Regions from separate parts of the Danio rerio genome. Here region 2 is linked to region 1. A link is a contact called in public Hi-C data. All regions are on one chromosome and are shown on one strand. The core of a region is the stretch at or near the end of the contact, and the rest is flanking DNA. Distances in the headings are between cores, read along the strand shown. Region 1 holds the start of g2e3 (G2/M-phase specific E3 ubiquitin protein ligase). Region 2 holds the start of foxg1a (forkhead box G1a).

The links. A called contact is a pair of places that touch in the nucleus more often than the background predicts.
Region 2: a contact with region 1 is called in a Hi-C map of an unstated tissue, with 5 times the contacts expected there. The contact joins the promoter of foxg1a here to the promoter of g2e3 in region 1. A contact is called at or near these places in 1 of 18 Hi-C or Micro-C datasets (an unstated tissue) and 1 of 4 datasets of contacts at active chromatin or transcription factors (embryo).

Annotation. Positions count from the first base shown.
Region 1 is chr17:30,309,621-30,314,725 of GRCz12tu, reverse strand. g2e3 (G2/M-phase specific E3 ubiquitin protein ligase) reads left to right here and starts at 2,131. Exons shown (of 14, transcript NM_001003822.1): 1 at 2,131-2,411; 2 at 2,532-2,629; 3 at 3,915-4,016; 4 at 4,100-4,224. The coding sequence starts at 2,357.
Region 2 is chr17:30,618,315-30,623,051 of GRCz12tu, reverse strand. foxg1a (forkhead box G1a) reads left to right here and starts at 2,334. Exons shown (of 1, transcript NM_131067.1): 1 at 2,334-4,647. The coding sequence starts at 2,512. The coding sequence ends at 3,774.

The DNA of each region.
Region 1 (5,105 bases), core at 882-3,381:
TCTCCCTGTTCGCGTGGGTTTCCTCTGGGTGCAAGTCCAAAGACATGTGGGACAGGTGAATTGGGTAAGCTAAATTGTAATGCGCGATAAGTTGGCGGTTTATTCCACTGTGGCGACCCTAGGTTAATAAAGCAGGGAATAAACCAAAAAGAAAATAAATGAATGATAAGCCTGATAAACGTTCTAATGGATTCATGTTGATTTAATTAAGCTTATGATTTTTCAAACCATTTTTGTCCCTTAATGTGCGTAATATGGCAATCTTAGTCCCCCCAAAAACTAAAATGAACCACCTGAACAAAAATGGTGAACTGGCCAAGTCACCAATGTTTAATAACTACATTTACAGTGCACTGCTGGATAAAGATTAAAACATATAGAAATACAGTTCATGAAAATATAAATTTATAAATAAATGAAACTTTATTTGGTGAAATTAGGCCAAAAATAAATTATTACAAGATAAAATAAAAAGATATTTTAGAAAATTACAGAATGACAATTATTACAGAATTAATCAAATTATTTATCAGTAACATCATACATTTCACAATTATTTTTTATTAGTTTTGAAAATAAGATATTGAGATTATTAATTAATGATTATATGATTATTAAAGATAATTAATGACTATTTAATAATTAGTATAATAAAAATATGTATACAATAATTATTATAATATAATTATGATAAAAAATATACAAAATAATAACAAGTATTAAATAAATAATAAAAGAAATAGTTTTTCCTAAATATTTTATATATATATATATATATATATATATATATATATATATATATATATATATATATATATATATATATATATATATATATATATATATATATATATATATATATATATATATATATATACACACTACCAGTCAAAAGTTTGGGTTCAGTTTTTTCATGTTTTTTTTTTTAAAGAAAATTATTCTGGTGGCATTTTTTAAATGTAAAAAAAATGTAATTGTCAAATATTTATAACAATTGTATGTAGTTTCAAATTAAATTATTTCTCCAGTTATTGCTTTTATTACTATTACAATAATAAAAATCATATTAATAATAAAAATAAATAATATTAAAGTAATTTCTGAAGGACTATGAGACTGAAGACTTGAGTAATGAAGCTGAAAATTCATTTTTAAAATTGCTGGAATAAATTATAAAATGACAAACTACTGTTGAACAGTTATTTTATAGTAAAATAACATTTCACAATTTTACATTTTGTACTGTATTTTTGATTAAATAAATGTAGCCGTGGTGAGCAGGGGAATATGATTTTAAAACATAAAAAATCCTACTGACCCCAAACTTTTAAATATTAAAAACAAAGGTGCAGACTGTGTGTGAAATAAGCTTTTTTAAAATGTATATTAAATAAATAAAACGTACAAAGCATAACAACAAAACTATCACTTACTATCAATGCAGGGCTGCTTTTGTTAAACAAAGTTATACTAATAAATATATTAGAAATATTATAACAGGGGATACAGTTATAAATAAAATTAAAATGGACCAATGTATTCAAAAATATAAATTGGAAAAAGCTTGGCAATCTTATGAAATATACTGTATAAATAACAAAGTAAAAGAAGTTACAATTAAAATTTTACAAATAACATATCTAGCTAAAAAGGTTTTAGAGAGATTTAATTTGGATGTTTTGTGATTGTATATACACAAGGATTTTCTGGGTGGATGTGGAACATTTTCTAAGAAGGAAAACAAATATTGTCTTCAAGTAAAAAAAAAGATATTTGCATTTATTATGTTAATCCATGTAAAAAAAATACCTTTCTAGTACAACTTTTTATTATTTTGGGAAATTTCATATACATAAAAAAATGGACTGGATCAAACCACACATGATACTGTATAATTAAGTAAAGGACTGCTTTTGTTGGCACGCCCTCTCACCTTTATTTTGTAAAATAAACGGAAGTCACGTAGCGCATGAAATTTGCAACGTTTCCGCAGCTCAAATGTTTTGGCCAGAGCTCCTCCCTCCGGAAAATCTGTGTTTGGGTTTGAATTGAACCAATCAAATGCGCGCGGAGGAGGATTTTCACGAGCAGAGCGAAGTTTGAATTTGTGTATTGCGATTTACACTTTTACGCGCACGAATGTCTCTAAAGTAATATTAAAAACTCGACTTTTCCTGGAGAATATGTATATTTCTATCTGATGGAAGAAGAAGACTGACTTTAAGATAAAGCTCGCGAAAAAGTGAGTCTGAAGCCGTGTAGGTTAACGTTAGCCATGTACTGCTAGCCTTTAACTTGGGGCTCTTTAAATCGCCATTTTAAAATTTAACTTTACATTTGACTTCCCCACCTAAAAATGAAAGCGTTAAATGAAAAGTCCGCTGAAATAAAGCTGCAGGACAGAGATCTCAGTAAGTTTGTTTTTGTGCATTTTTACGTGGCATCAGAATTAATCCTCACGATAACAGAATGTGCTAAGGTATATTCTCGTTGACGTTGACTGATTTTAATATTTTGCGTTTGTTCTGCAGTTTGCTGTCTATGTAAGAGATCTGAGAATAATAAAGAGAAGTATGGAGAGAAGGTTCACCTTGAGCAGCACAACCTGGCTGTCCACTTTTTTTGTCTGGTGAGAAATTAACAACTTTGGTTTAGTCTTGCTTTTTAATGTTTATGTTGAGTGAAGCATTTCCTGTTGTCTTTTATCTGTTACCGATCTGTTACCTTAATGTAACGTTATCCTGAATTATGTGTCCTGAATAAATTGAGTACACAAGACATGGACCATTTATATGTAAATTATATATATATAACAAAACTATGCATTGGTGGTCAAAAGTTTGGAAGAGTCTTTTTTGAGACAAGTCATGTACAATTCAAATGTATAGTAAAATTGTGATATTATGAAATATTACACAATAAAAGATCTATTTTCTCTTTTAAAGGGATGGTTTAGGCAAAGCTGAAAATTCTGTCATCAGTTTTTTCACCCTTGACTTGTTACAAACCTGTTTGATTTTTCCCCCTGTTGAACACAAAGGAATTATTTGGAAAAATGTTGGAAATCTGTATCCATTGACTTCCATAGTGTCTGTAGTGTTTTTGCTACTGTGGAAGCCAATGGTTACAGGTTTCTAACATTCTTTTTAAAATGTATTCTTTTGTGCAACAGAACCAAAGAAAATACTCATAAAGATTTGGAACCACTTGTAAATTGGAGTTTTTGGGTGAACAATGTTAAAATGTAAAATCAAACAAAAAGTGTTCAGGGGTAGCTTAAATAATGTGTCAGTGCTCTTTATGTTAGAGATTCATCAGAATAAACAACAAAAGTAAGTCCAAGGCTCTCAAAAAATGTAAAAAAAAAATAATAAATTAAAAAGCCTTTACTAACATGGCAGTTTTAAGAAATAGTCATGTCAATAAAGACTTCTTAATATTTTTTCCACATTTTTCGAATGCCTTGAGCAGACTTTTGCTATGTTAAAATGTAATTTATACCTGTGAAAGCACGGTTGAATTGGCTTCAGTGTCACCTGATGTTTCAGAAATAATTCCAATATACTAATTTATAAAAAAAATAATAATATTCATAGTTGTAACTGCCAAGTCTTTATTTCTTGTTGTCTTCGAGGAAAAAGAGCGTTTTCCCCTTCATCTACCCCTACACAGATATAGTTGGCTAATACTACATATGGGTCAAAGACATAAAAAAAATGTGTTTAACTGCATTCTGGCTTTAATTTTTATATTAGATTAATGTAATTTTTAACCATATATTAGAATGTGTCTAATGTATTGTTTTCAATCAAGAAATCTTGGACTGTTACGTACATGTTGAAGCCCATCACCAAAACCTATACGCATTCATCCCTAAAGTTTCTAAAGGATAAGTTTTTAATCTAATGTTACAGCTAATGTCTAGTGGAATATGCCAGAGAGGAGAGGAAGATGAAGACGTGTATGGTTTTCTTGTGGGTGACATTAAAAAGGAGATCCGCAGATCATCGAGGCTGGTAAGTAAATATTTTACCCTTGCCATGTTCTGTTTAACACCTCAGAAACATTTTTGAAACTTGTGTCACTTTATTACTTGCAGAGATGCTTTCATTGCAAAAAGGCTGGTGCTTCAGTGGGCTGCTCCATCAAAAGCTGTCGGCAAATGGTCCACATGCCCTGTGGATTAGAGCAGGAGTTTGTTTTCCAGTTCACAGGCTTGTTTCCGTAAGTGCGTTGTTCCTTGTGAATAGCAAGATGATGGTGTAGAAAGTATTGATGTGAAGCCTTTTAAAATATTATTTAAAATGTGTATATTTAAAAGGAAAGTTCAGACTACAAGATGAAAATTCTCCATTGTTGCTTTATATCAGGGGTCAACAAACTTGTTTCTGAAGGTCCTGTGTCCTGCAGATTTTAGCTCCAACCCTAATCAAACACACCTGAACAAGCTAATCAAGGTCTCACTAGGTAAACTTGAAACATTCAGGCAGGTGTGTTGAGGCAAATTGGAGCTAAACCCTGCATGGACACCGGCCCTCCAGGACCGAGATTGGTGACCCCTGCTTTAAATAAGCAGCAAATTTAATTTTGGCTTTCATTTACAGGCTTGAATTAAGCTGCTTCTGGATTTATTTTTACATCTGTTCATGACTGAACAAATGAGGATCCTAACAATAATAACAGAATCTAATGCATTAACCCAGTACATGTTTGTAAGGCCAGTTTACACCACACAGACCGAGGCAAATTACACTTTGTTGGATCAGTCTGTTACCCTTATCAGTGTGTGTGGAGTCACTTGTGTCATATAATGTCTGTGAAGTAGCATGCTATAATCTAATGATTGTATACACTACCTGACAAAAGTCTTGTTGTCGATCCCAGTTGTAAGAGCAACAAACAATAACTTGACTTTTAGTTGATCATTTGTAAATGTGGCAGAAGGTAAATCTGTTGAACTGCATCCTAATCATTACAGATACTGCAGAGTAGATATATTGGAACCCGACATCAGTCAAGTTTAATGAAAAAAAATCATGGTTTGGGTTTACATTCAATATGGGCCATGAGAAAGATCGGTTGAGTGGATGGCAACATCAACTGCC
Region 2 (4,737 bases), core at 1,085-3,584, 310 kb before region 1:
TTTAATAATGTCCCAAGTTTGTTCCGTTAATCAGATGATATTAATCTCAGGCTTGTCTGTACCTGTTGATAACGGCAGTCTTTTGTTTGATATGGGCTATAAAAGATAATTTTTGCAATAGCAAAATATTTTGTGCTGCCAATACGGGTTAAAAGGAAAATGTGTAACCAACTTTAGCCAAATAAGGGACGTTTAAGTATCTGCTTTAAATCATTTTGATCTTGTCGGAATTTTATTTATTTAATTATTATTATTATTATTTTTTTTTTGCGTGAACCTTTTTTTGCACCTTTGCTCCACTTCTGGTCTCAGTCAGACAAGGGCGAGGAGACATTAACATGTTGTTCGCTGGAGGTGGAATATACGAGCACGTGTCATTTATACAAACAACCTATCTATAAAAATCACAATCATACATGCTTAAATTGTTATTTTCCTTCGACTTGGAAGGTGCAATGCCTTTATAAAAAAAACCATTAAAAGCAACATGTGGGCTGTGCGTTAAAGAAAAAAGGTCTTAAATGCAAGTCATAATAACATATAAATGTTTATAGCCGGATTTGCAACCGATGCGATGTTTGTATGTTTTTGTTGTATGTGGTTGGATAGGCTAGGTTGTGCAATGGTGTGTTTAACACAACAGCAATTTATCAACATTTTCCTTAAAATTGTAGGTCGCCAAATAATCAGCAAATATTTTCTCAGCTTTTTATTGTTGTTGTTTTTTATCTTGAGTTAAAATAATGGATGTGGATTCATGCATCTGGTATATTTAAAAAAAATAAATAATAAAATAAAACAAGCACAACATAACAATATTTTTTTTAAACAGTGAGTATCGTTTTATTATGCATACAGTAGTTTAAAAATATAAGCTTAACCTTATATGATAATACATATTTCAATAAAGGCCTGAGTCTTTGCTGGTTTATTCTCTAAATTCCACCTTGTGGGAATCCGTTTGTTTGTTTGTTTGCGTGTTTCTGTGTGTACGACTTGTTTGCACATGTGAATGCGTGTGTGCCGTGCGTGTGTCTGTTGTTCAGTCAACCCCCCTGCAAGGTCCCCAGCACAAATACACACATATCATCCCTTCCATTAGAAAAACTTCAACCCGAAATATACAGCAATTAATTGTTGTCGCTATCCATGAATTTTTGAGTCAGTTTTGATATTATTCTATTTTTAAAATAAAGAAATGACTGTAAGTATATTCTTATATTGCTGGAAATAAAATATTAGGCGTCTTAACTTGTGCTTTACATGTGGTAGGCTATTGTGTATCTATTTTGTTTCAACAAAGGACATTCTCCATCATAAAGGCTACAAATAGCCTATATCATTTCCACTAAGGAGAGAAGTTGCAATTCTGATGAACTGTTATTGGTTATTATCTGTGTGTGAATAAAATATTGTAAAATAGCAACCAATAATCACAACCAGAAATAAATTATTATACTTGCATTACTATTACTATTATAGTAGGCTAGTTATTATTATTATTATTATTATTATCAGCATATTATCATTTATCTTCTTTAATGTTTTCAAGTGACTATATTACTGTTATTCGTAGAAAAAAATATAAATCGAGGTTGAATTTGTTCTTATCTTGCAAAATGTCTTGTAATAGTTGCTGTCGATGGTGGTTCTTGCGTGATTAATAAAATGCGCTACATAGGAATAAAAATGCCTATTATCTGAATATGTGGATAAACATAACATTTATAATCAGAATCGTATATATAAACGTGCGAATGAGCGCTAAGAATATGCACGGACATAACTCCCTGTGTAAAAAAAAATCCTTAAAATGTGATAGATACACGAGATCGAATACATTTATAAACGCGTTTAAATAGCCATCCGCTGTCTGAAAGGATCTACAATTCATGCAAAAGCTACAAATCTTTCCATACCGCCGCTGTTTAGAGGCTATTATTTACTCTGGTTATACGTGTATAGCTCTAGATATATTAAAAGGCATACATTTCCGATACAGGAAGTAGTACCTGTTTTTTGTGGCTACCTTAGAGTCCCTTTTGTTTTTCCCCCTGCGGTATGAAAACAAATTGAGGACGCATGGATATGTTGAAACAGCACTCTACAATTATCAAAAAAAATTGATTGAGGTTATGTGGTCTGTTTTCTTGGTAGGAGTTTGCTGGGGGAAATGAAAGCCATTGTTGACTGGGCATGAGCATTGGTGGATCTTGTGTATCCTTACGCACTGGAACAGGCGCTAAGAACTGCTCAATGATTGGCTGCACGGTTAATACTTATGCTGCTGTGGTTGGCTGCAGTCTCTAAAAAGGTTCAAGCAATTTTTTTACAGCTTAGTGTCTGTGGCTCCGTAATTAATTGTAGCTAGCTGTCTCATATCGACGTGTTTTTAAGGAACATGAAATAGTTGTTGCGTGTGTTTTTTTTTAATTAGAGGAGTTGCCAGAGCAAGAGATTCGAAGTCCAACTGCTGCTGCTGGTGGTTGTTGCTACTCTATCTTACTTGTGATGTTGGATATGGGAGAAAGAAAAGAAGTCAAAATGATTCCTAAATCATCGTTCAGTATAAACAGTCTGGTTCCCGAAGCCGTGCAAAGCGACAACCACCATCACCACCACCACCAGCAACAACAACACCACCACAGAACGGTGCACGAAGAAGAAGAGAAGACTCCTTTACCTGCCCAAGTACAGGAGCAAAAGTCGGAGAACACTTGCGCTAAAAGTGACAATTCATCCCACGACTCCTCGTGCACAGACGAAAAGGAGAAGCAGGAAGAAAAACGGGACGCGAAAGAGGGCGAAGGAGGCAAAGAAGGCGACAAGAAAAACGGCAAGTACGAGAAACCACCTTTTAGCTACAACGCTTTGATTATGATGGCCATTCGGCAGAGTCCGGAGAAGCGATTAACCCTTAACGGCATTTACGAGTTCATTATGAAAAATTTTCCGTATTACCGGGAGAACAAGCAGGGATGGCAGAATTCCATCAGACACAACTTGAGTTTGAACAAATGTTTTGTCAAAGTGCCCCGACATTACGATGACCCCGGGAAGGGGAACTACTGGATGCTTGACCCCTCCAGCGACGACGTGTTCATCGGTGGCACGACGGGCAAACTTCGGCGGAGGTCGACCACTTCTAGGGCAAAGCTGGCGTTTAAAAGAGGCGCGAGGCTTACTTCCACCGGACTGACTTTTATGGATAGAGCTGGCTCTTTATATTGGCCGATGTCGCCGTTCCTCTCGCTTCACCATCCGAGGGCGAGCAGCGCGTTGAGTTACAACGGCGCGTCGTCGGCTTACCCTAGTCACCCAATGTCCTATAGCACAATGTTGACTCAAAACAGTTTGGGGAACAATCACTCTTTCCCGGCCTCAAATGGCTTGAGTGTTGACAGACTCGTAAATGGAGAGATTCCGTACGCCACACACCACCTCACAGCGGCTGCTTTGGCCGCCTCAGTGCCATGTGGGCTCTCCGTACCCTGCTCCGGGACGTACTCTTTGAATCCGTGTTCGGTGAACCTGCTTGCGGGTCAGACCAGTTATTTCTTCCCCCATGTCCCTCACCCATCCATGACCTCCCAGAGCAGCACGTCCATGAGCTCCCGAGCCGCCTCTTCCTCCTCCCCGCAAACGGCCTCTTCTCTCCCGTGTGACTCCTTAAGGCCTTCCCTATCCAGTTTTTCCTCCGGACTTTCCAGTGGACTTTCTGACTACTTCACACATCAGAATCAAGGGTCAACATCAAATCCACTTATACACTAACTAGCATCCACAGGATCAGACTGTAAGTGAACATTTTACACCAATTTACACTGTAATATATATAAATGAAAAAAAAAATTAAGGAGAATGAACGGACAATGCAAGCCGAATTCCAGGTATTTTGTATTATTATTATTAATATTATTATTATTCTGCATTTATTTCTGATTGTATACAAACGTCAAGTGTCGCGGAACTGTTTTATTATTCCACTGTCAGCAACGTGCAATGTGACCAGAGTAAAAAAAGGATGAAGCATAGTTTTTTTTTTCTTTTCTTTTATTGAAAGGCAGTATGATTACTTTAGAATGTTTATTTAAATAGCAGTTGCAGTTCTGTCTAAGTTTAAATGTTAAAATATCTAATACTACATTGCAGAACAACCTCCAGTCATCATGTTTGCAGTATTATGACGTATCATGAGCACACTGGTGGGATGAGATTTTTCAGAAATTAACACAAAGTTTTATTTTCATTTTTTAAATAAATATGTTCTATAAGTGCACAATGCCCGTTTAAATCCGTGGCTCCTTGTTGTTTTTTTCTTTTAATAATAATAATAATAAAGACTGAGTAATGCATTTTCAGTGCATTTTATACATATATTAACAATACAGTTTCTTTGTAGGCCAAAGAATGGGTATCCAGCAACAAAATATAGTTTTTTTCAGTATTCATAACTTTACATACAGTTCTGAAGGGGACAGACGTAATGAATGCTTTTAGATTGTGTTTGCATATTTACTGTATGTGGTCACCACCATGCAGGTCACATTCTTTTTGTAATTAGTGAAATGTCAATACCTGTTGTAATTATAGGTTAACTTTGCGAACGTGTAACCCGTGTTGAGTAAATGCCTCATAAAATATTGAGTGATTGTTTATGTCGTCTTTAAATTCCATGGTTGTGATTTTGTGGTCTTCTGCCCGTGTTTGTCGCTTAAACTGTTAACCGAACAAAAT